2 separate regions of the Macaca mulatta genome follow, and region 2 is linked to region 1. The links are chromatin contacts, called in public Hi-C maps. All regions are on one chromosome and are shown on one strand. The core of a region is the stretch at or near the end of the contact, and the rest is flanking DNA. Distances in the headings are between cores, read along the strand shown. Region 1 holds the start of RRAS (RAS related). Region 2 holds the start of PRMT1 (protein arginine methyltransferase 1).

Region 1 (6,006 bases), core at 1,745-4,244:
AATCTGGGCTCACTGCAAGCTCCGCCTCCCGGGTTCACGCCATTCTTCTTCCTCAGCCTCCCGAGTAGCTGGGACTACAGGCACCTGCCACCACGCCTGGCTAATTTTTTCTATTTTTGAGTAGACATGGGGTTTCACTGTGGTAGCCAGGATGGTCTCGATCTGCTGACCTTGTGATCCACCCGCCTCGGCCTCCCAAAGTGCTGGGATTACAGGCGTGAGCGACTGCGCCCTGCCTTTTTTTTTTTTTTTTTTTGGAGACAGTTTCGCTCTTGTAGCCCAGGCTGGAGTGCAATGGCACAATCTCGGCTCACTGCAACCTCCACCTCCCGGGTTCAAGCGATTCTCTGCCTCAGCCTGCCAAGTAGCTGGGATTACAGGCATGCGCCATCATGCCCGGCTCATTTTGTAGTTTTAGTAGAGATGTGTTGGTCAGGCTGGTCTTGAACTCCTGACCTCAGGGGATCCGCCCTCCTGGGCCTCCCAAAATGCTGGGATTACTGGCGTGAGCCACCGCACCCCGCCCTGTCCTTCTTTGTCTCTAAATGTCTGTCCCTGTTGCTGGGTCTCTGCCCCCTTTTCTCTGGGTCTGTGTCCCCTGTGTCTCTCTGAGTCTCTATTTCCCTCTCTCTGGGTCTCTGTCTCCTTCTTTTTGGGTAGCTGCTCCCCTGCCCCCCTTTCCCTGCCTCCCACCAGTCTTCTGAGTCACTCCTAGTCCTTTCTGGTGTAAGGTACATATCCCACATCATGATTACATCCTAGCTGTGTGACACTGAACAAATCACTTCCCCTCTCTGAGCCTCAGTTCCTCAGTTTCTTCATTTGAAAAAGGAGGCTAAGAACAGCACTACACTTCATCCAGCACCGGCGAGATTCAGAGCAAATCCCTGTTAAATATTGAATGTATCGGTTATCGGAGGCGTTATTGTCCAGACTGCCTGTTTACATCTCTCCCTCCTCTTCTGCCTCCTCCCTCCCTTCTTCCTTCTCCCCCGTCCCCTCCTCCTGCTCAGGCGGCCTCCAGCGTCTCCTCCCAGGGGAAGGTCCCGGTTCCAATCCGGCTGCGGAGAGGCTGCCCCACCCTCGGGCCCCGGCCCCTCCCTTCCTGCCTGGGTCCTGCCCGCTGCCAGCCAGGCCTTAGGCCAGCTCTGGGACTGCCTCTGGGTGCAAGGGGCCCAGGGCTGGGGCCTTTCTCTACACAAGAAGGGCTCCCTCCCAGGCCCTTGCTGGGGTCTTTTGGTGGGGGTGGGTTGGAGGTGTCCTGGGGCCCCAGGGCCTGTGCAGTAGCATCTCAGGCGGAGGCACTTCTCTAGGATTTCTTTGAAGCAGGGAGGACCTCCCTCAGGAATGGGGAGGAGGTTTCCTGGGTAGGGGTGGAGTTTCAGGAAAGAAGGGGTGATTTGGAGGCTAGGGGTCTGAATACTCCATCTTTCAGTTAGAGGGGTGCTTGGTGAGGGCTTGTCCTGGAGGGAGGCTATAAGGACCAGGCCCTGGGAGGGATTGTGGCTCTGGGGGTAGTTAGGGGCGTGACCTCAGAGCACAGCGTGAGAAGCTCAGGGCTGAGAACTGGGGGCCAGCCCCGAGGTGGCGCAGGGGGTTATAGTATATACAGTCTTAGAAACACTGGGTTCATTGTCAGAGAGACTCCCAAGGAGTAGGTCTTTCTGGGGGTGCCAAGAATCTGGGGGCTTCTTCCTTGGAGATTATTTGAGAGCTATCCAGGGTTTCTGAGAGGGGCTCAGGGAGTTGCAGTGGAGAAAGCACGGGATGGAGGAGGGGCTGGTTTTCCTTGGGGGCGGGGTGGGGGAGTGGGGGTTTGGGTCTTGAGGAATGGGGGATTGTCAGGACTTGGGGTCTTGGGAGATTTCTGGAATGGCCAAGGGGCAGGATCTCTTTTTAAATCTTGGGTTGGAGAGCAGGACTGTCTTAGGGCTGGGTAGTCCCAGAAGAGTCTCAGGGCCAGGGTCTGTGTAGAATTTCTAGATTCTGGGGGCAGTCATGGAAGGGGCTAAGAATCGAACGTGGGGACAGGCAAGGTAGCTCACGCCAGTAATCCCAGCACTTTGGGAGGTCAAGGCAGGCCGATCACGAGGTCAGGAGTTCGAGACCAGTCTGGCTAATGTGGTGAAACCCACTAAAAAATACAAAAATTAGCCAGGCGTGGTGGCACACGCCTGTAGTTGCAGCTACTCGGGAGGCTGAGGCAGGAGAATTGCTTGAACCCAGGAGGCAGAGGTTGTAGTGAGCCAAGATCGTGCACTCCAGCCTGGGGGACAGAGCCAGACTCCGTCTCAAAAAAAAAAAAAAAAAAAAAAAATCGAATGTGGGGGAATCTCAAAGGTGTTGGGCACTGGCGTTCTCCCAGGAAGGTTCTCAATGGCTTAGAGCGGAAGTTGGGGACTGGGATTTGGGGGAGATAGGGCTCAGGGTGGTGGAAGTTGGCACTGAGGGCGTGGTGGGGGGGCCTGGGAGTGCTTAGGGTCCGAATGGGGTGAGTGTTCTATATTTAGCATGCTCCCAGGAGGTGCTCAAAGCCAGGTCAGCAGGTAAGCGGGGTCTGGGGCACTGGGGGAGGGAATGGTGGGTCTCAGGATGCGAGTGCAGAGGGAAGGCTCCCCCGTGCAGGGGATGGAGGCTCTCCAAGAGTTTAGGTTACAATCTGTGGGGATCTTTTAAGATTAGAGGGCCTTATAGGAGGGTCTCAGTGACGGGTCAAGGGGGAAAAGGGGTCTCGGGGGTCCCCCCAAGGGCTCAGTTCTGGGTCCCGGGGACACCCTCCCGGGTGAGGGCCCACTACCTGGATGAACTGGATGGTCAGCGCGCTCTTGCCCACGCCGCCGCCGCCCACGACCACCAGCTTGTGTGTCTCGCTGGGCGGGGGGTCCCCGGGCCCAGGTCCCCCGCCCCGGGGCCGCCCCCGCCCTGTCCCGGACGCCGCCCCGCTGCTCATGTCGCCACCGCTGCTGCTGCCTTCGCTACCGCCTGCGGGGGAGCCGGGCGGGACCCGGGGGGGCGGGCTACGCTAATGAGGTTACTGCATAATCATGAGCTCTGGCGAGGAAGGCTCGCGTCTCGGCACACTTAAGGAGGGGGACGGGCCAAAGAAAGGGAGGAGCTATGTTAATAAGGGAAAGGGAACGGGGTTCGCTGCGACGGGGAATTCCGAATGAGGCGGGGCTATGCTAATGAGAGACCTGTGCTCGCCCTGAGCGGCGCCACGCGCTCTCAGCGGGAGGGCGGTCTGTGGGCGTGGCTATGCTAATATAAATTTATTCTTTCAGCAGACGGGGTGGGAAGCTCGTCAGGGGAGGGGATATGCAAATAGAGACCCCTGTGACACTGCTGCTTGGGGCACGGTCTCTGAGGCCTTAGTATGGTAGGCGGGGCTCGTCGACTCGCGCGCGCGGCCGTATATAGGGCGCTCCGAAGCAGCAGCAGGTTTTGAGGAGAAGCTCCACCTCCCTCCTGGGATCCTAGCCAAGCTTTCGACCCGGGCGTCTGGGTTAGAGTCTAGAGTCTCCGCCTGCTAAGGGACCCAGGCTTCCGGTTCCCGCTGTCCCAGCCAAGCGGAAGACAGACTGGGAGGAGAGTGGGGCCCTACAGGGGGACAGCGGGGTAATGGGGCAGGGAGGGGCCGTGAGATCACTGCATTCCTAATCCATGAGCCAGCTCGCCCAAGTTGGGATGCCTGGGTCATGAAGAGCCTGGGGCCAGGATTTCTGGGTCTTGAAAGAGGAGGAAGCCGAGGGCCCAGACTCCTGGGTCCCTAGGAGAAAATGGGCTGGAGATGTGGACTCCTGGGTCCTGGGGAGGAGGGTGTCAGGGAGGAAGGCGTCTGGGGTCCTTAGTTCGGTAAAGGAGGGAGCCGGGGACCTGGACTCTTAGTTCCAGGGGTTGGAGAGGCTGGGGACCCAGGATTCTGGGTCTGAGTGAGGCCACTGGGTGGGGGGGACCCGAATTCGTATGTGAGAGCTTGAGACCAGGACTAGTCTGGGAGACCTGCTCTTGGGTCCGAGGAAGGAAGAATCAGACTCCTGAGTCCAAGAGAAGAGGGAAATAGGAGTCTGGACTCTGCTCTGAGTAAGAGGATTCGGAATTCAGACTTCTCTGTACTGAATGAGGCGGCTATGGGGTCGGGCTTCTGGGTTCTAAGTTTATTTTTATTTATTTATTTTTGAGATGGAGTTTCCTTCTTGTAGCCCATGCTGGAGTGCAATGGCGCAATCTCGGCTCATTGCAACCTCCGCCTCCCGGGTTCAAGCGATTCTCCTACCTCAGCCTCCCGAGTAGCTGGGATTACAGGCGTTAGCCACCACGCCCGGCTAATTTTTGTATTTTTAGTAGAGACGGGGTTTCACCATGTTGGTCAGGCTGGTCTTGAACTCCTGACCTCAGGTGATCCGCCTGCCTCGGCCTCCCAAAGTGCTGGGATTACAGGCGTGAGCCACTGCGCCCGGCCTATTTTTATTTTTTAGAGATGGGGCCTCCCTATGTTGCCCGGGCTGGCCTCCAACTTCTAGGCTGAAGCGATCCTTCCGCCTCAGTCTCCCGAGTGGGACTACGGTGTGCGCCACTGCATCCCGTCTGGTTCTAAATGTAGGGGGACCTAGAGGATCTGGATTCTGAGAGCCCCAGAATGTGGGTAAGACAACATCCAGCAAGTCGTGCTCACTCCGCCGAACTACAATTCCCTTGCATCTATTCTGTTTAGCGCCTTTTACGTCACCTCCTGTTCCGCCACCCTTTCCGCGCGCGCGCAGGGCACTGTGGGGCGTCATCGCGGGCTACCGCGGCCCCGCCCACTTCACCTCTCACCCCACTAGCTGTCCCCGCGCGACAGAGGCGGTGCGCGGACTACGCCTCCCGGCGTGCATTGCGCGGACCCCGCCCCATGTGTCCCATTGGCTTCTGGGAAACCGAGTCCGGTTGCGTTTCCGCCGGCCTTCACGGCGCCGTGCTCGGTACTTGAAATCCCGGCAAGCTCGGCGGCGCTTTAGCTCCGCCTCTCTCCTCCTTTGCTGACGAACCCCGCCCCAGCCTGCCCCGCCCCGCGCCGGGGCCGGAGCCGCAGCCCGAGCGGCGGGGTAAGATGGCGGCGGCGGTCCGGGCCGCGGGGCTCGGGCCTATTGGGGTGGGCGGGGCGGAGTTGGGTCGCTAGTTGTCCCGGGGTCTTCCCCACAAGCCACGGGTCCTGGAGGGCTTCATGGGGCGGTCTCGGGCCCGGCAGCTGCGGCGAAACCTGGCGCCGAGAGGGGGGCCTTCTCAGGGCCCTGGGACGCATCCGTGGGTTCCTGGGGGCGTCAGTGGGGCGTCTCCGAGAGGACTGGGGGCGTCCCTGGGCCTAGACCGAGCCTAAGGCCTGCCCTCCATCATATAGCTGGCCTGGATCGTGTCTGTAGACACTGTAGATTGTCTTTATGGGCTGACCGGGGACTAGGGTCTGGTTAGAGGGTTCTGGGGCCATCTTGAGATCTTGAGATATGTCCCAGGGGTGAAGGAGGGTCTGCAAGACCTGAGGAGTATCTTCAGAGCCATCTAGAGCGCCTGGGGTATGTGTGTTAGGGCTGGAAGGAGTCTACATGGGCTGGCCTGAGGATGCAACTGGTCTGCATAGGTCTGGGGCCATTTATCAGGCCTAGAATAACTGCCAAGGGCTAGGAAGTCTTAGAGCCCCCTAGGGGGTTGGGATATGCCCACCAAGGGAGGGCGTCAAATATTGAGATGTACTGAGGGTCTGGGGTCTCCAGGGTATGGGTAGTGTCTAATAATGGGTGACAGGAGGCTGGGGGCAGTTAGAAGGACCTGGAACCATCTAGATGGCTTGAATGTGACTGCAGGAATGCAGATTTTATGCCTGGAGCAAATTCGAATGCCCATGGGGTCGGATCAGCTTGTGGCGAATAATACAGAAAGAGAATGAGGAAATTTTGCCCAGCTTAGATATACTTGCCCTTCAGAAAGTGATTCAAATGAAAAATGTTTTAAAATTCTGCATTACCCTGGGGG
Region 2 (6,006 bases), core at 2,065-4,564, 38 kb after region 1:
CATTGCTCCTTTCAAGTCTCTCTTGCTGGTTTCTCATCTACCTAAAGACCAGTGGTTTGTCACACACACACACCCCTTTTTTTTTTTTGGCGATAGGGTCTTGCTCTGTTGCCTATACTGGAATACAGTGGCACTGTCATGGCTCACTGCAGCCTCAACCTCCTGGGCTCAAGTGATCCTCCCACTTCAGCCTCTCTAGTAGCTAGAACTAAAGGCATGCAACACCACACCTAGCTAATTTTTAAAAAAGAATTTTTGTGGGAGGCCGAGGCGGGTGGATCACTTGAGGTCAGGAGTTCAAGACCAGCCCGGCCAACATGGTGAAACCCCATCTCTACTAAAAATACAAAAATTAGCTGGGCATGGTGGTGGGTGCCTGTAATCCCAGCTCCTTGGGAGGCTGAGGCACGGGACTCGCTTGAACCCGGGAGGCAAGAGGTTGCAGTGAGTTGAGATCACACCACTGTACTCCAGCCTGGGCAACAGAGTGAGACTCTGTCTCAAAAAAAAAAAAAATTGTAGAAATGGTGTCTCACATTGCCCAGGCTGGTTTCCACCTCCCGGGCTCAAGCGATCCTCCTACCTTGGCATCTCAAAGTACTGGGATCACAGGCATGAGTCACTGTGCCTGAGCGGTTTGTCTCCTTATTAGGGCCATATCCCCCTTCACAGAGTCATGTTTGTAAATAAAGTGAAATGTACAGGATTACAAACCGAACCAATTACAGTCGATCCTCAGTATTTGTAGATTATTTGCAAATTTGCATCCTTGCTAAAAAGTATTCATACCCGGAAAACGAAGGCAGTGCTTTTGTGGTGTTTTGGAGAGCAATGCTTACACACAGAGCTGCAACAAGCTGGAGACCTGATGTGCATGGTTCAGCTGGGCTCCTCTTGTTTCAGCTCAAACACTGGAAACAAGTGTCCCTTTCTTGGTTTGTTTAGTGCCACGTTTTTCTTTTCTTTTTTTTTTTTTTTTTTTAATAAGAGTCTCGCTCTGTCGCTCAAGCTGGAGTGCAATGGCATCATCCTGGCTCACTGCAACCTCTGCCTCCTGAGCTCACGCGATTCTCCTGTCTCAGCCTCCCAAGTAGTTGGGATTACAGGCGTGCGCCACCAGTCCTAGCTAATTTTTAAATTTTTATTTATTTTATTATTTTTTGAGATGGAGTCTCTCTCTGTCTCCTAGGCTGGAGTGCAGTGGGGCGATCTCGGCTCACTGCAACCTCTGCCTCCCGGGTTCAAGTGATTCTACTGCCTCAGCTTCCCAAGCAGCTGGGACTACAGGCGCCCGCCACCACGCCCGGCTAATTTTCGTTTTTTTAGTAGAGACGGGGTTTCACCATATTGGCCAGGCTGGTCTCGAACTCCTCACCTTGTGATCCGTCCACCTAGGCCTCCCAAAGTGCTGAGATTACAGGCGTGAGTCATCGCGCCCGGCCTAATTTTTTTTCTTTTTTTTGAGACAAGAGTCTGTCGCCCCGGCTAGAGTGCAGTGGCGCGATCTCGGCTCACTGCAAGCTCCACCTCCTAGGTTCAAGCCATCCTCCTGCCTCAGCCTCCCGAGTAGCTGGGACTACAGGAGCACGCCGCCACGCCCGGCTAATGTTTTGTATTTTTAGTAGAGACGGGGTTTCACCATGTTAGCCAGGATGGTCTCGATCTCCTGACCTTGTGATCCGCCTGCCTCGGCCTCCCAAAGTGCTGGAATTACAGGCATAAGACACCGCGCCCGGCCGCCCGGCCAAATTTTTTTTTTTTTTTTTTTTTTTTTTTTTTGAGACGGAGTCTCGCTGTGTGGCCCAGGCTGGAGTGCAGTGGCCGGATCTCAGCTCACTGCAAGCTCCGCCTCCCAGGTTTATGCCATTCTCCTGCCTCAGCCTCCCGAGTAGCTGGGACTACAGGCGCCCGCCACCTCGCCCGGCTAGTTTTTTGTATTTTTTTTTAGTAGAGACGGGGTTTCACCGTGCTAGCCAGGATGGTCTCGATCTCCTGACCTCGTGATCCGCCCGTCTCGGCCTCCCAAAGTGCTGGGATTACGGGCTTGAGCCACCGCGCCCGGCCAATTTTTGTATTTTTAATAGAAATGGGCGTTTCACCATGTTGGCCAGACTGGTGTCGAACTCCTGACTTCAAGTGATCCGCCCGCCTCCGCCTCCCAAAGTGCTGGGATTACAGGCGTGAGCCACTGCGCCCGAATCCTATCGGAAATTTTTAAGTCTCAGGCGTTTGCCAGCGGCACGCCAGAGAGTATAGCCTGCACCGAGGCCCAGAAACCAAAGAGCGAGCTCATTCCGGGATTGGAGAGGAGTGTGAGCGGAGGGAAGCAGAGGGATCAGAGAGAGGAGGGGCAGGACCCACGCATTCGGCCCTTTGCATTCAGCCTCATTCAACTAGGAACTTTTCCTGCAAATCAAGCAAAGCTTCCCGGAGGAAGTGGTGCCTAAGCTGCGCTCTGATTCTCGTTTAGAAGCTGACAAGACAAAGAGAGGTGGGCGGTCCTGGCAGGGGGAGGGACTCGGCAAAAACCAAGTACCTTGAGAGGGGTTGATGGGTTTTAAAAACTTTGAATGATTATGTCAAAGGCTAGGGATTTAATGTGTTGACTGCGGACTCCTATTCCTCACTTGCTTGGGGACCCCAGCGATGCCATTCCTCTCTCTGGGCCTCTCACTGATTCAGTTTTTCTCCCAGGTAATGAGCACAAGCTCCCTTTTTCCTCGAGACTCCCCCCGGGTTGGGAGGATCCACCGAGTGGACTAGGCGTGATCGTTCCTTTGAGCCAATCGTTGGTGCCTGAAGCCCCGCCTTCTTCCCCACCCGTGGGCCAATTGTCGTGTTCTCCTTGAGACTGGCCGCTTGGCGAGGGTGAAAGGCCGCGTGACGTCACTTCCGGATAAACCAATGGCAGCGATTAAGAGGCGGGTCGTTTTGGTGATGGACAGTTGTTTCAAGACGCCCCTTTAGCGCGGGGCTCCCCGGGAAGCTTTGAGGCGGTGCTGGGGGTAAAGGGGCGGGCATTCCTCGTGGATTTTGCCCAATCACCAGTCGCGCTTCTTGCAATAGACGGGCAGTTTTCCCCATCTCGGGTCGACTTGAGGGGGCGGGATTCTGGACGCCAGTGTTGGCAAACCCCTGACCTATGATGGACGTATTCTCCAGCCAATTATCAGACGGTATTCTCAGACGGGCCGCCTCCATTGCCAATGAAATCTTCCAGCGGGGTCGCGGTAGGCGGGCCGTGGACCCTCTGGTATAAGGCGGTCCCGGGGGAGTGAGGAGAAAGGGGGGGTCTTGGCGGCTGGAGGAGGAGTAGTTGCGGGTGAAGATGGCGGCAGCCGAGGCCGCGAACTGCATCATGGAGGTGAGCGCTTGGAGCGCCGCCGTGGGCGGGGGTCGGCTTTGGGTCGATGTTTCACGCCTCTGTGGTGGGGAAAGGGCTCTAAGTTGGCGACATGGGGTTGGAGGTCCCCCGCCGCACACGGGGGCGCCGCACGCTCCACATCCGGGGATATCGTTTGAGGTGACGGCTCCCTAGCTTTCAAGGGCCTTCGGCATCCGGCCTAGCGGAGGGTCTTATCCCCCCTCCCACGTGGAGGAGGGCTGGGGGCGCTTCCGGCCAGGCCCCCACGTGGCCGCGGCGCGGTGGGTGGGGAGGGGGTGTGCCGAGTCCGGTGGCCCGGCGGGCTCCACGTGCGGGACAAAGGCCCCGCCCCCGGCCGGGGAGGGGCGCCCGGGGGGGCGGGGAGGGGGTCCGACCCTCCTGAGGCCCCCAGCCCTCCTACCCAGGGACCCGGGCACACGTCGTGGGGTGGGATCGACCTGGGGCCCTCCACGATGTAGAGTGTCTTTTGGGAGGAGCAGTGCCTTTTACAACCTCCTTCCGAGCTCCAGGGGCATCTATTGGGATATCGGCCCTGGATTTGTGCGTTCTGGATTAGGGACTGGAGGAAAACCAAGAATGGGGCCCCCCTGACCCCATTTCCCCTCCTAGAGTTCTCCCCCTCACCCAGGGCTTTAGGTGTTGGGGGATGGGGCATGCCCCTGTGACCTCCCTCTGGGTGGTGGTGGGGCATCTAGATGGAGATTTTCCCACTAATAGGCGCCGTGCACCCCCTTGTGGCCATTTCTGGGTGTGTGGGAGGGACATCTTTTTCATGGGGCGTGTCCTGAAGCCCACCTCCCGTCGGATTTCTTCCTGGAGGGCGGAGGGAGGAGGGTACGTCCGCTGGGAAGGAGTTGTGGGAAATACGTAGGCTGAGAGCTTTACCCTCTGCTGGAGCGCTTTCTCTCTCCTGGGCCTTTGTGAGGGCGGGAGATGACCTCCCCCTTCCTGAAGCCCTGTGTAGGGGTCCTGAGCCCCGGGGTCCTGAGGGTGGGTGCCTGAAATGGTTTCAAGTGAGGTTTGGTTCTCGTGCAGCCATGTGGGGGAGGTTTCAGTCTTGCGTTTTAAGCCTTCGGGCTGGGGTTGTCTGGCAGTAGTTTTCAGTGGTGGTGATAAATGGGCCCCAGCGGGAAACCCCCGCAGCACCTTTCTTATAGGCATCCCCGCTGGCTTGGGAGAGCTGGGGGGAGGGTGTTTGGAGCCTAGTAGGTCATGGCCAGTGACGTGGCCCTTCTTGGAGTGGTCACATCTGGAAGAGATGTAATCTGATGGGGCCTCTGTCCTTCCACCCCTTTACCCATGGCATTGACTGGGGGGGCAGGTCAGCTGTAAGCTGTCAGGATGCAGCTCCCAGGGGTCACTGTAATGACTTCGCACCCTCTTGGCTGTCTCCTGCACCTGGGGCTCTGTGGGCGGAGGAAATAACTTTCCCAGAGGTGGCCTCAGGCTTGGCCGCACCTGGAAGTCTTCAGGACCTGGGATGGGTGTCTGAAATGGGGGCGATGGGCTGACTCCCCAAGCTACTTTTTTTTTTTTTTTTTTTTTTTTTTTTTGAGACGGAGTCTTAATCTGTCACCAAGGCTGGAGTGCAATGGCTTGATCTCGGCTCATTGCAACCTCCGCTTCCTGGGTTCAAGCGATTCTCCTGCCTCAGCCTCTTGAATAGCTGGGATGACAGGCACCCGCCACCAGGCCCAGCTAATTTTTGTATTTTTAGTAGAGATGGGGATTCACCATGTTGGTCAGGCCGGTCTCAAACTCCTGACCTAAGGTGACCCACCCGCCTCTGCCTCCCAAACTGCTGGGATTACAGGTGTGAGCCACCGCGCCCCCAAGCCACTTTCTGGAGCCCGCTCATTCTTAAGAGGGTCCAGGAGCTGCCCATCCTCCATGGGACCCTACCTTCGTGGGCAGAGGGTCATAAGGGAGCGGGTTGGTTCCAGCTGGTTTTGTTTGGGGCTCCTGAGTCCAAGGCAGGAGCTGGGGGCTGGGGTACTAGCTCTGGGGAAGTGCCCGTGTGCCACACCTCTATTCTGGAATCCTCTCAGACATGAGACTGGTTTGCAGAGGTGGCAGATGCCCTGTGGGCATACCCTGCCAGCCTCGTTCCCTCCTGCTATTCATGGCACCCTGGGATAGGGGTGTGTGTGTCAGGAAGTGTCACCTAATCTGGGGGAGATTAGGTGATGAGAGGGAGCGACAGCTGGCGGGGGTGGGTGCCAGTTCCCCTGGCCTGGATGGGGGAGGTGTGTGGTCAGCTGCCTGGCCAGAGAGGGGCAACAAGGGGGCAGGCCACCATCTCTCCAGCCACAGCTGGGATAGGAGACCCCCTTTCTTCTCCCCTCACTTTTCCCATCCCTTTCTTAAACACCCCACCTCATTACTTGCCCTCTTTGCCACCACTCCCCGCCAAGAAGGAGAATTGCTGGAAACCCCACCCCCCCCACCCCCCCCCACCCCGCCAGAGCCCAGGTCCCCGCGCCCAGCCCTCCCGCAGCCACTCCCAGTAGCTAATCCTTTCTCCCTGTTACTCTCTCCTAGAATTTTGTAGCCACCTTGGCTAATGGGATGAGCCTCCAGCCGCCTCTTGAAGAAGTAAATATCCTTTTGTGAGACCCCTT

The links. Hi-C and Micro-C count contacts between places; a contact is called where the count stands out from the background.
Region 2: a Hi-C map of liver shows a contact between it and region 1, with 2.6 times the contacts expected there. The contact joins the promoter of PRMT1 here to the promoter of RRAS in region 1. A contact is called at or near these places in 3 of 14 Hi-C or Micro-C datasets (CD4 T cells, fetal cortex germinal zone and liver).

What each region holds. Positions count from the first base shown.
Region 1 is chr19:62,089,669-62,095,674 of T2T-MMU8v2.0, forward strand. RRAS (RAS related) reads right to left here and starts at 2,995. Exons shown (of 6, transcript XM_001115362.5): 1 at 2,798-2,995. The coding sequence starts at 2,950. It overlaps SCAF1 (SR-related CTD associated factor 1), which reads left to right and starts at 3,587. Exons shown (of 12, transcript XM_077980810.1): 1 at 3,587-3,615; 2 at 4,601-4,642. The coding sequence starts at 4,637.
Region 2 is chr19:62,127,574-62,133,579 of T2T-MMU8v2.0, forward strand. PRMT1 (protein arginine methyltransferase 1) reads left to right here and starts at 3,315. Exons shown (of 9, transcript XM_077981014.1): 1 at 3,315-3,364. The coding sequence starts at 3,329.